Linked DNA regions of Mus musculus: region 1 is linked to region 2. Evidence: chromatin contacts called from public Hi-C data. All regions are on one chromosome and are shown on one strand. Each heading gives the region's core, a stretch centred on a gene start, on an enhancer-like site or on the middle of the called end of the contact. The rest is flanking DNA. Distances are from core to core; before and after follow the strand shown. Region 1 has its middle 59 kb from the start of Gm41250. Region 2 has its middle 5.0 kb from the start of Gm4681.

Region 1 (5,174 bases), core at 1,527-4,026, 65 kb before region 2:
TTCTCTACCTTTGTGCTCCATTTTACCTCAGGTGCTTTGTAAAGCTTTGTGTAGTACTTCTGTATTCTACACAGCACTCTTTGCTCTCTGGCCAGAATCTTTCATAAAGGACCGGCAACTATCCCCTGAGCCTCTCACAGGTGCCCCCAGAGAGTACTTCAGGTTTCCTACATTGATTCTCAGGGTCTCCACCTTTCTGTTTGGCATTTTGGGTCTTCCTCGGCCAGTACAAGGGGATGTAGGCATCTTCTTGTGTGTTTTTAAAATAATATTTGTATTGATTCTTTGAGAACTTCACACAGTATAGTTAGATCATGGTCATTCACTTCTCCCATTTCTGTAGGCCCACCCTCTTCACCCTCCCCTTGTTATGTACCCAACCTAGGGTTTTGTTCTTAAAGGAACAAAAAGCTCATGGAGTCCGATTTATGCTATCCAGCTTCTCTTGCGAGTGTGCCATGCCCTCGAGTACAGTCAACTTATCAGGGCTTCCAACATTAAAGAAACTTGGCTGTGATGGACCAGCAGCTCCTCAGTTAGCGATGGGGTTCATGCCTCCACCCCAAATTCTGGGATTTTGTCTGGCTTGAGCTTGCATAGGTTCTATGACTGCTGGCATAATCTCTGTGAGTCTGTATGCACAGCCTCTCTGATGTGTCCAGGAAACGCTGTTTACTTAAAGTCATCGACCATCTCCGGCCCTGACATTATTTCCATTCCCTCTTCTGCTGAGATTGCTGTGCTGTGGGGATAGAAGGGAAGCCTTCTCATGTTACTCAGTAGAGGCTATGCGTGTTTAAGCTTCTCTAAACTGTGACCATGGCACAAAGCCTGGACCTTGAACACGGATTTACTCTTGTGTTACAAAATGGTCCCACCAAGTCCATGTATTCTTATCTATCTATCTTTACATGGGACCCCCTCAAATCTCCCTCTTTTGGTAGCCTATTGGCTCCACCCGAATGACGCCTGTTAAATCATCTTTCTGCTTCTTCAGTGAGTAATAATTTGTCTTTATTGGGATTGAGCCCGTTCTGATCCTCTGATTGCACTAGGGTTAATCATGAGTCGCATGACTACAGGCAGACGAGAAGGTGCTTGTAGAGGAAACACTGCTTTTATTATGAATGGGAAGAGCAAGTCAGACTGTTCTTAGGGAGTAGGGACGTGCGCAGAGCTAACGGCGTTGAGGAAATAATCCACATCTTTCAGAGTTCAGGGTTCTGGATTCTCAGAGTTAAGGCTTTGGTGATGTTTCTCATTGCTGTGACAAGAGGTCGAACAGAATCAACTTAAGGAATAAAGGGGTGATTTACCTCACAGTTCAAGGGTATATAGTCCATCATGATGGAAGGTGTGGTGGCAGAGCCATGAGGTAGCTGGTCCCATCGCACCATCGGTCAAGAAGCAGAGAGCTGAATGCTGACAGTCTTCTTGCCTGTTCTTCTATAGTCAGTCTTGCACCCAGGCCCTCGGAGGGTGCTATTCATATTTAGGATAGGCCTTGTCTGCTCTGTTCTTCTTTTTTGGAACACCCTCATATTCATACCCAGAGGTGTGTGTGTGTGTGTGTCTGTGATTGTTAATCCAGTTAATTTGACCATGAAGATAAACCATTACATTGGCCTTAGTGTCATGAACCTTCCTTGCCTCTGTATTTAGATGTATCGATAGTTCCACAGCTCTATCTGGTCCAAGGTCTGCCCCTTCACTGTGCTCATCCTCCAGTAACAGCAAGAGGACCTCTGGCTTCCATGAGCAGCCATTCGATGTGTTTGTTGCTCTGGGCTTCTCAGCATCCCTCTGCAGTGTGTCAGTACAAATTAGCATTCACTGGCCAACTCCACAGTGAGGGGTGGGCATTGTTCTCTTAGCTTGTCAATGCCTGATTATTTGGAATCATTATACAAGCACAGGGTATTCACATTCCTGGTTCCCGGAACATTTGGTCACCACCCATGAGCTCCGCAGTGCTCTGGCCATTGCCTCAGCCAACAATTACCCAAACTCAGGCGCCACCCTGAGAAGGATCTGGGGTTGGGGAGGGGTCCTTGTTAGTCAGGTAGTGAATGAGCCAGGTTCTAAACTCCATGTTAGGACCATTTTTTCTCAGAAAACTCTTTAAACCACTGTGTTGGTTCAGATCCTCTAAGAAGACCCAAAGTCAGGAGTGACAGAGTAGTCAGTCAGAGTGATGGTAATAAAGGGCAAAGGGAAGGGAGAGGCTCCAGACTGACCTGCAGCCTGGCTCCTGTGACTGGACAGGGAGAAGAGGAATCAAGTACGAGGACCCAAGAAATTTGTTTAGGAAATATTTTGACTAGACTGCTGAGGAGATCTCATTGGCAGATCCTCCTGTTAAGCCCAGATCTCTGTGGAATTCAGTCATTCGTTGAAAAACTGTGTGCTCAGCATGACTATTTCCTCTACAGATATTCTTTTCAAGGAATCCTAAGCAACACGTTCATGTCCATGGCTGTTGCTAGACAGATATTGTTAAGCAGAAGTGTTGGTAGTGGTTGGGAGGGGGCTGTAGTCCTGAGGTCACAGGTTTGCCTATCACGCAGAAGACCAAAGATCCCACCTCCAGAATTACCAAAAGGACACCGGTCTGGCTGCTAGAAACCTGTGAGTTGAGTGGAAGAAGGGACAAAGGGATGCAATAGCCAGTGTGTGCCTTTCCTTGGAAGGCCTTGTTCCCAGGTCAGTGACTCAGCACCTCTGTCTTACAGACAGTCTTTCTCAGGCTGGAGGCTATTTGCTGAGGCACTGTAGAAATGAAGCCTTCTGATTCTGACTCATTTGCTGGGATTGAGAAGTGAGATTTAAAGGCTGCCCCTTCTACAGCTAACCTTGCTTTTACCTCCCACTCCAAGCCTGCCTTCCAAGGCACCCATGCCTCCAGCTCTTCTGCATCCGTTGGGATACACAGCATGAATCAATTTGTTTCTTGTTAGCAGTTCTGTGTGCAGACACAGAGCTTGCAGCTCTTCCTTCGACTAATTCAACAGTCATTTATCTATCCTCTGTTCACCTTCCTAAATGGTGACCTATTCTCTTCTGCTATAGACTTTTCCCTCACATTAGGTTTGGAGAAAGGAGTGGGGCAGCCTTAGCGAGAAGAACCAGCCCTGTGTGTGGTCAGGAGAGTGAAGAAGCACAGACCCTAACACACATGTCTTCAGAGGGGGAAGCCGAGGCTCTTCCCTCCTAAGGGTTCTTGTATTTTTCCTCTTGTTAGCGTATCTTCTATCCCATCCACTGGCATCATTCAAGATGATTCTATTAATGTACAACATTATTTTACTCTAAAAATTTCCCTATCTTATGATTCTTTTAGATTAAGAAAGTACAGCTTTCAAAAAGTGTAGTTTATGAGTCAAACACACTTGTAAATTCCTGTAATCCCAGAACTCCAAGGGTCAAGGGGCAGTCAGGACTTAAGTCAGGAGCTACACAATGAGTTCAAATCCAGCTTGGGCTACAGAGGGTGAGACCTGTCTTTCTCCATACCCAAATTCACCCCGGAGAGAATGGTCTCCCAGGAGTACTGGCACACAGGCTTGCAGGAGGGACAAGCCACAGTCAGAGACTGTAAGACCAGCTAACACCAGAGAGACCCAGACGGCAAGGAGGCAAGGGCAAGAACATAAACAACAGAAACCAAGGCTACTTGGCATCATCAGAGCCCAGTTCTCCAACCACAGTGAGCCTTGGATACCCCAACACACCAGAAAAGCAAGACTCTGACTAAAAGTCACATCTCATGATGATGACAGAGAACTTTAGGAAGAACATAATAACTGCCTTAAAGAAATACAGGAGAACACAGGTAAACAGGTAGAAACCCTTAAAAAGGAAACACAAAACTCTCTTAAAGAATTACAGGAAAACACAACCAAACAGATGGAGGAATTGAACAAAACCATCCAGTATGTAAAAATGGAAATAGAATCAATAAAGAAATTACAAAAGGGAACAACCCTGGAGATAGAAAATCTAGGAAAGAGATCAGGAGTCATAGACACAAGCATCACCAACAGAATACAAGAGATAGAAGAGAGAATCTAAGGTACAGAAGATACCATAGAAAACATTAAGACAATAGTCAAAGACAATGCAAAACGCAAAAAGCTCTTAACCCAAAATATCAAGAAAATCCAAAAAAAGATAAGGAAGGATACTTCATACTCATCAAAGGAAAAATCTACCAAGATGAACTCTCAATTCTGAATGTCTATGCTCCAAATGCAAGGGCACCCACATTCATAAAAGAAATGTTAATAAAGCTCAAAGTACCCGATGTACCTCACACAGTAATAGTGGGAGACTTAAACACCCCACTCTCATCAATGGACAGAATTTCAACTGAGTTATAATGAGGCTGAGAATCACCTAAAGAAATGTTCAACATCCCTAGTCACCAGGGAAATGCAAATTAAAACAATCCTGAGATTCCACCTCACACCAGTCAGAATGGCTAAGATCAAAAATTCAGGTGACAGCAGATGCTGGCAAGGATGTGGAGAAAGAGGAACACTCCTCCATTGCTGGTGGGAGTGCAGGCTTGTACAACCACTCTGGAAATCAGTCTGGCGGTTCCTCAGAAAATTGGTAAAAACATAGTATTACCTGAGGACCCAGCTATACCACTCCTGGGCATATACCTAGAAGATGCTCTAGCTGCATAGGTAGCAGAAGATGGCCTTGTTGGACTTCAGTGGGAGGAGATGCCCTTCATCTTGTGAAGGCTCGATGCCCCAGTGTAGGGGAATGCCAGGGCAAGGAATCGGGAGTTGGTTGGTGGGTAGAGGGAACACCCTCATAGAAGCAGGGGGATGGGATAGGGAGTTTTCTGAGGAGAAACTAGGAAAGGGGATAACATCAGAGAGAGAGAGAGAGAGAGAGAGAGAGAGAGAGAGAGAGAGAGAGAGAGACTGAGCCTGATATATGAGCCTACGAGGGTCATTCTTATTCAAGCCACAATACCAGAAGACCATGGGTTCTAGAGCCAAATCTCTAGAGCCAAATCTCATAGAGAAATTGGAGGCTGAGGTCAGAGTTTGGTGGTAGACTGGTTCTGCCCTAGCACTGGAAAGAAGGAGAAAAGAGAAGAGAGAAAAACAAGCCAAGAAGTGAAGTGTCTTTTCTAGGACAGATGCAGATCTGAGAAT
Region 2 (5,471 bases), core at 2,141-4,640:
TAAAAATGAAAATGGAGAGGCTGAGATCAAAGTCAGCATGCTATACGGACAAAGAAGCTAGGAACATAACCAGGAGTGCTTAGCTCTGATGTGGAGAATGGAACTTTATGCCACAGAGGAGAGCTGAAACGGAGCGATGGAGTCAACAGTACCACGCAAGGGAGTTGTCATGGAAACACTCATGGGAGAGCCGGCAATTGGATTTTGGAAACTGATTAAAGCAAGACTTGATGGTGAGAAAGAAGTAAAACAGAAAGAGAAAAATATGAAGTCAGACACCGGAGATGGAGTGGAGAGTGGAGTTACGTGGCCACGGAGTGGCGAGGGAACACGCCATTATTGCAAGACATGGAACAGGACAGGTTTGAGAGGCAGATCTGTCCAGCCAGGACACCAATGAGCAACTGTGCTAGAATTTCCCTTTTGTAGCACCACAGGGCTCGTGACTCAGCCTGCAGAACAACGTGATAGGTGGGTGGACTCTCTTGAAAGATATTTCCAAGAAGATTAGGTAGTGTGTTTGTATCTGTATCTTGCTTTTAGCAGAAATTATTTCCACTTAAATATGAAGAGGAGAGGCCAGTAAGAAGCTGCTGCTGTTCTATTTTGGTATGATTTCTGCGGTCCATTTTGCATGTGGACACGAGGGCTGTCCAGGCATCGTAATGACTGACTTCCCTGCTTTCTGCCTGAAACAGATCCTGGCATTAAATGATTACATGGGCTTCTAACATTGGCACGTGTAATACACATGGATTGGTTTTCCATAAATTACCTCTTAAAGAAGGGTCTGTAGTCCTAGATGTACACATGTGGTTAGAAAATTTTCCAGAGAGGAAAAGCAGAGAGGGAGCCAGAGAAAAGAAAGGACTCTTTCAGAATCACAGAGGAGCTCCGGGGGGCGGGCGTGAGAGAGCAAGCAATGGTAGGAGAGGCCAGTTCCCCCGAAATATGGAACAGGAGCTTCAGCGGGGCAGTAAATAAGCCCTTAAAAATACTGCGGGCGAGGAGAAAGTTAAACATACGGACACACCGCAGTACATCACTAAAAGGGGCAGGAAGTGGCCGGAATCTGAAGGTCTGCCATCGATTGCTTTAGACTAGCATCAAGCTTCTGTGTTAAATATTGCGGCACTCGCGCCCGTGACCCCGGTGCCACAGGGAGCTGGCTACAAGGACCCGGGGTGAAATAATAGAGTAGACAAGAGATTCGAGTAGTTGAAATAGTACTTATTGGCTTTAATGCTCTAACCATGGCAAGCTTGGCTAGAAGGAGGCTACGCAAAGCAGGAGAGAGGTTAGAAGCCACGAGGTGACTGGGCAGGATCCAGGGTGTGGTCGCCGACTTAGAGCACACGTCCCCGAAAATATGGGACAAGCTTTTAGTGATGAACATTGGTTGGAGCCAAAAGTAAGTAAAGAACTAGAAGTTTCCAGGCATTAGTGGGCCTCTCTCAGCAGCCCTTTGCTTCCAGAACGTCTGTCCAATTCATAGCACAACTTCACAAGGCAGAGGGATCAAAGGCTGAGAGTTGACAAGCCAGTGAAACTTAAGAAAGGCACCTGTGTCTCAGCCAAGTGGACTGGGATCCACCACTAGGATTTGGTTCTTGCAAAAGAGTCAAACTCCAACTCAGGAACAGAAGCAGCTATGTCATCCTACAGATCTATAGAGCTATAGAGGGGGAAAGGCCGGCTCTGCCCTTGGAAACTTGGGCTTGGCTTAAACCCCTTTCCTAGTCACCTGACTTGATGAAACAGAAAGGATTGCAAACATTTCTAGAAGAAATTATTGAGTGTAAGGAGTTCAAAATTTGCACATCTTTAAGGCATACACTAATGATGTTGTACTGTTGACCATACACCTGACAGAAAGTCCTCAAGGGAAGACGGGGCTCATGGTTTTCAAGGGTTTTTAGCCCATCGTGATTGAAGACCAGCATACAGCAGTCAGGACCCTGAGCTAGGGGAAATGGTCAGACACCCACTCTTAGTAACCAACTTTTTATCTATCTATCTATCTATCTATCTATCTATCTATCTATCTATCTATCTATCTATCTATCTATCTATCTGGTTTTTCAAGATAGGGTTTCTCTGTGAAGCTCTGGCTGTCCTGGAACTCACTCTGTAGACCAGGCTGGCCTCAAACTCAGAAATCCACCTGCCTCTGCCTCCCAAGTGTAGTGATCAACTTCTACCAGCTAATCCCCACCTCTTGAGAGTTCCACAGCCTCTCAGAACAGCACCACCTGCCGGGAAAGAAGAATTTAAAACATCAACCTGGGGGAGATATTTCAGACTAAAACTAGAACAGAAGGCCCAGAAAACAGAGGTTGGTGAGAGCTGCATTTTTAATTCAGGACAGCTTGCAAATATGACTTGTCCATTTATAAGACTAATAATTTGTTTGTAAAAGGATTTAGAAAGCCAGACAGGGAATTGCAGGACAGCGATGATCTTTGCGCTTGCTGTGACAGGCATCGTAGGCGAAGGTCTGCTGGAGTCCTGGAAGCCATCTGCAGCAGCCTGTACCCTGCAGCTAGAGGAACAATGAGCTGTCTGTCTCCTTCTCTACCTCCAACTCTCCCTTGAGGCTTTTCATTGGCAGAATCTAAGCAGGAATTTCTGGGAAATTTAGTTTCCAGATGTTGCAGCCCTTGTGAGTCAGAGAGGACACAGAAGGGGAAAGAGCTACCATGGCCACAGGGCCTAAGTGAAAGACATCAATTATTATAGGGTGATGTCAGGGAAAGTGGGTCGGGGTGGAAATGGAGCTTGGTGAGGCCGGGTCTGGGTGGAAGGATTGTGGGCAAGCAAAGTCTAAGGGGGTCTGTAACTGGGGCAGATGTAGCAGCAACACCCCTGCAGACAGAGGGGCTGTGAGACATTCTAGGCAGAGTGACAAGGCGATTGGAATGTCACAGTCTTTGAGATTGACAGGATGCTCGTTGTTTTAAAACTCTCAGTAGGGTGTGCATAGAACATTAAAGTACCATTGATGGGTCAAAGACAACCAGAAGAAAGAGCCTGCAACAACCTGTCCCCGCTTTGCTGATCGTTTAAAAGCATTCTGTGAAACAAACATTCTTCCAGACTAGGCAAAAAGGAAGATAGAATTTGAGCAGTGGTTGTTGGGACTGCACGTTAAACGGTAGAAATGTGGGAGGAGGTTAGACAAGAAGTCTATGGGACTCGACAATGAGTGAGAAGCAGGCAACCGGCAGGAGCAACCAGGACTCCACAGTCTGTTGCATGTTGTAGCCTTGTGAACTGCTGTCATGAATTGAGACATGGTCATAAAAAAGACAGAGCGTGGGCGGTTCCATTCTGGACGCATTCCGGGTTAGGATATGTAGCTACAGACATCAATGATTAAGACGGAGGTGGTGTCCCTCCCCATTCCTGCTGAGCCTACGTGGAGCCTTTGCACTCAGAGGGAAGTAAGTCATGACTCCCTTCACATGTGAGCGTGGAGCCACAAATGGACCAATGCCTATCAAAGATATTTCCCTGTCTTATTCCCCAATGGAGCTTGATGCCTGAAGTCCAACGCTTTGTACTTCAAACTCCAAGCTTTAAGTTAAGGCCCCTTCAACGTTTGTGCTGCCTGTCTACCTGCGGTGGAGTACTGAGACTTGCTTTGTCACATTTACCTTGAAGACAATCGGTGCATTTACACACACCAGTGCATTTACACACACCAGTGTTACTATATAGCCAAAGCTCCCAGCATGCCTTTCAGAGATTTTTCCAGCAGAGATGACAACAAACATCACACCAGACAGGGCACCAGTCTCAGGTCATAGAAATTATTCTACTGTATTTCAGCTTAAGAGGCCAAGGAATTTGTTGGGGTTTCATACAGAAACATTGCAAGGAGCTGCTTGAAAGAACGTGAGTGGCTTAAAAGCAGCTGTAACCCCCAAATGACTCACCAGAGCTGCATCCCTGGGACTCCCTGCCCAACTCTAAGGTAACCCATTAAAGAGTTTCATCTTGTACAGCAATTGCTTATTGCTTATACAGTCCGGAAAGGGGCCTATCCCTATTAACTTCTGCTGTCAACGTGACATAGCCCAGAGTCATCTCGGGGAGACTCCACTGGGGAATCAGATAGCTCAGATTGACCTGTGGCCGTGTCTGTGAGGAAGTGTCTTAATTGTGGATTATTGTCAGAGGGCACAGTCCCCTGTGGGTGGTACCATTACTTGGTACGTGGCCCTGGGCTATGTAACAAAGCTGGCTGGGAGTGAGGGAGAGAGTAAACCAGCATGCAGTCTTCCTCCATGCACAGGACCTGCGCTTGAGATAGTTCCTGACTTAAGTTCCTGTCTCAAGTTCCTGCATTGGCTTCCCTCAGAGATGAACTGCTACCTGGAAGTTGTTTTTGGTCCTGGTGCTTATCAGAGTAATGTAAAGGGAACTAGAGAAAGGTGTGTTCCTACTAAGTCTCGCCGAGCTTCCTGGGCTGGCTGGGTTTCACGGGTTTGCTAATTTTGCTAACTCCTTGAGTCTTAAGAGCCCCTATTCTCTCTCAGGTCTCCAGGGGGACATGTTTCAGTTCAGAGGCAGCAGCTACACAGTAGTGGTCACGAGGAGTCAAAGCTGGAAGAATCACTGGGTCCTACACAAAGACCTGATGGTCAGAGAGACACGCGGCATTCAGGAGCCTGGACAAACTGCCAGTGACTTAGTCCTCTGCCTTCAGAGGCTCCCCGTTGGCTCTCATCTTTTCTTCTATTTCTTTAACAACTTGATTGTTGAAACCCCAGGAAATTCTAGGCCTATTTCTCCCATCAAAACGAAAGGAACTTATTGATGAAATCATGAGTCCATTAAGATAGAGTGGCACATCTCCATTAGGCTGTGATTTGCATCATAAAACAGATTAAAATGAAAAATGGAAGCACTCTTCTTGGAGAGGAAATGTACAAAAGAATCTTTTAGGGCTCTCCGAACTAAGACAGAATAACATTCCACCCAGGCACAGAGAGAAAACATGGGGACTGGGGAAGGTATTGACAGAGAGCAAAGCAAGACTGAAGACCTGCAGCCACTTAAGTGGTGTGACTCATAGCTTAGCTGTGGGTAGGCAGCCTAAGTGAGGGAACATTCAGCGCTGAGAGAAACGCTTTTATGAAGCATCCTGCCAGAGCAAGGGTTCCCAATGTAGTGTGGTTGCTGAGCCCTGCACTGAAGTGGGCCTGGGCCATTATTGCTACATTAATGGAGTTGCTGAGAACCGCCCTCTTGCCCGGCTAAAAGCCTGCGCTTCAGAGTGGATGAGAATGGTGCTCTTCGCAACCTTCCTCAACATGTTGAGAAAACAGTTGTGTGACAAGAGCTTTGCCATGTGGCTCCCAGGAATCTAGACTGTTCCAGATGAATTCCCCTAAACTGGTAGAGCTCAGAGCTCTGGGAGTATGCTGGGAAAGGGGGTGGTGACATAGTCTCTTGCCTATCAACCT

The links. Hi-C and Micro-C count contacts between places; a contact is called where the count stands out from the background.
Region 1: a Hi-C map of adipose-derived mesenchymal stem cells shows a contact between it and region 2, with 1.8 times the contacts expected there. The contact joins two enhancer-like sites. A contact is called at or near these places in 6 of 484 Hi-C or Micro-C datasets (the N1E-115 cell line, adipose-derived mesenchymal stem cells, embryonic fibroblasts and 2 more) and 2 of 115 datasets of contacts at active chromatin or transcription factors (embryonic fibroblasts and neural progenitor cells).

Annotation. Positions count from the first base shown.
Region 1 is chr14:120,209,518-120,214,691 of GRCm38.p6, reverse strand. No RefSeq gene overlaps it. Among named protein-coding and RNA genes, the nearest start is that of Gm41250, 59 kb to the right of the region's middle. Within about 2 kb of position 2,776, at least 28 of the 459 cell types and tissues checked have an H3K27ac peak or open chromatin away from gene starts, as enhancers often do. A contact at or near this core is called in adipose-derived mesenchymal stem cells, where this site is marked.
Region 2 is chr14:120,144,365-120,149,835 of GRCm38.p6, reverse strand. No RefSeq gene overlaps it. Among named protein-coding and RNA genes, the nearest start is that of Gm4681, 5.0 kb to the right of the region's middle. Within about 2 kb of position 3,390, at least 49 of the 459 cell types and tissues checked have an H3K27ac peak or open chromatin away from gene starts, as enhancers often do. A contact at or near this core is called in adipose-derived mesenchymal stem cells, where this site is marked.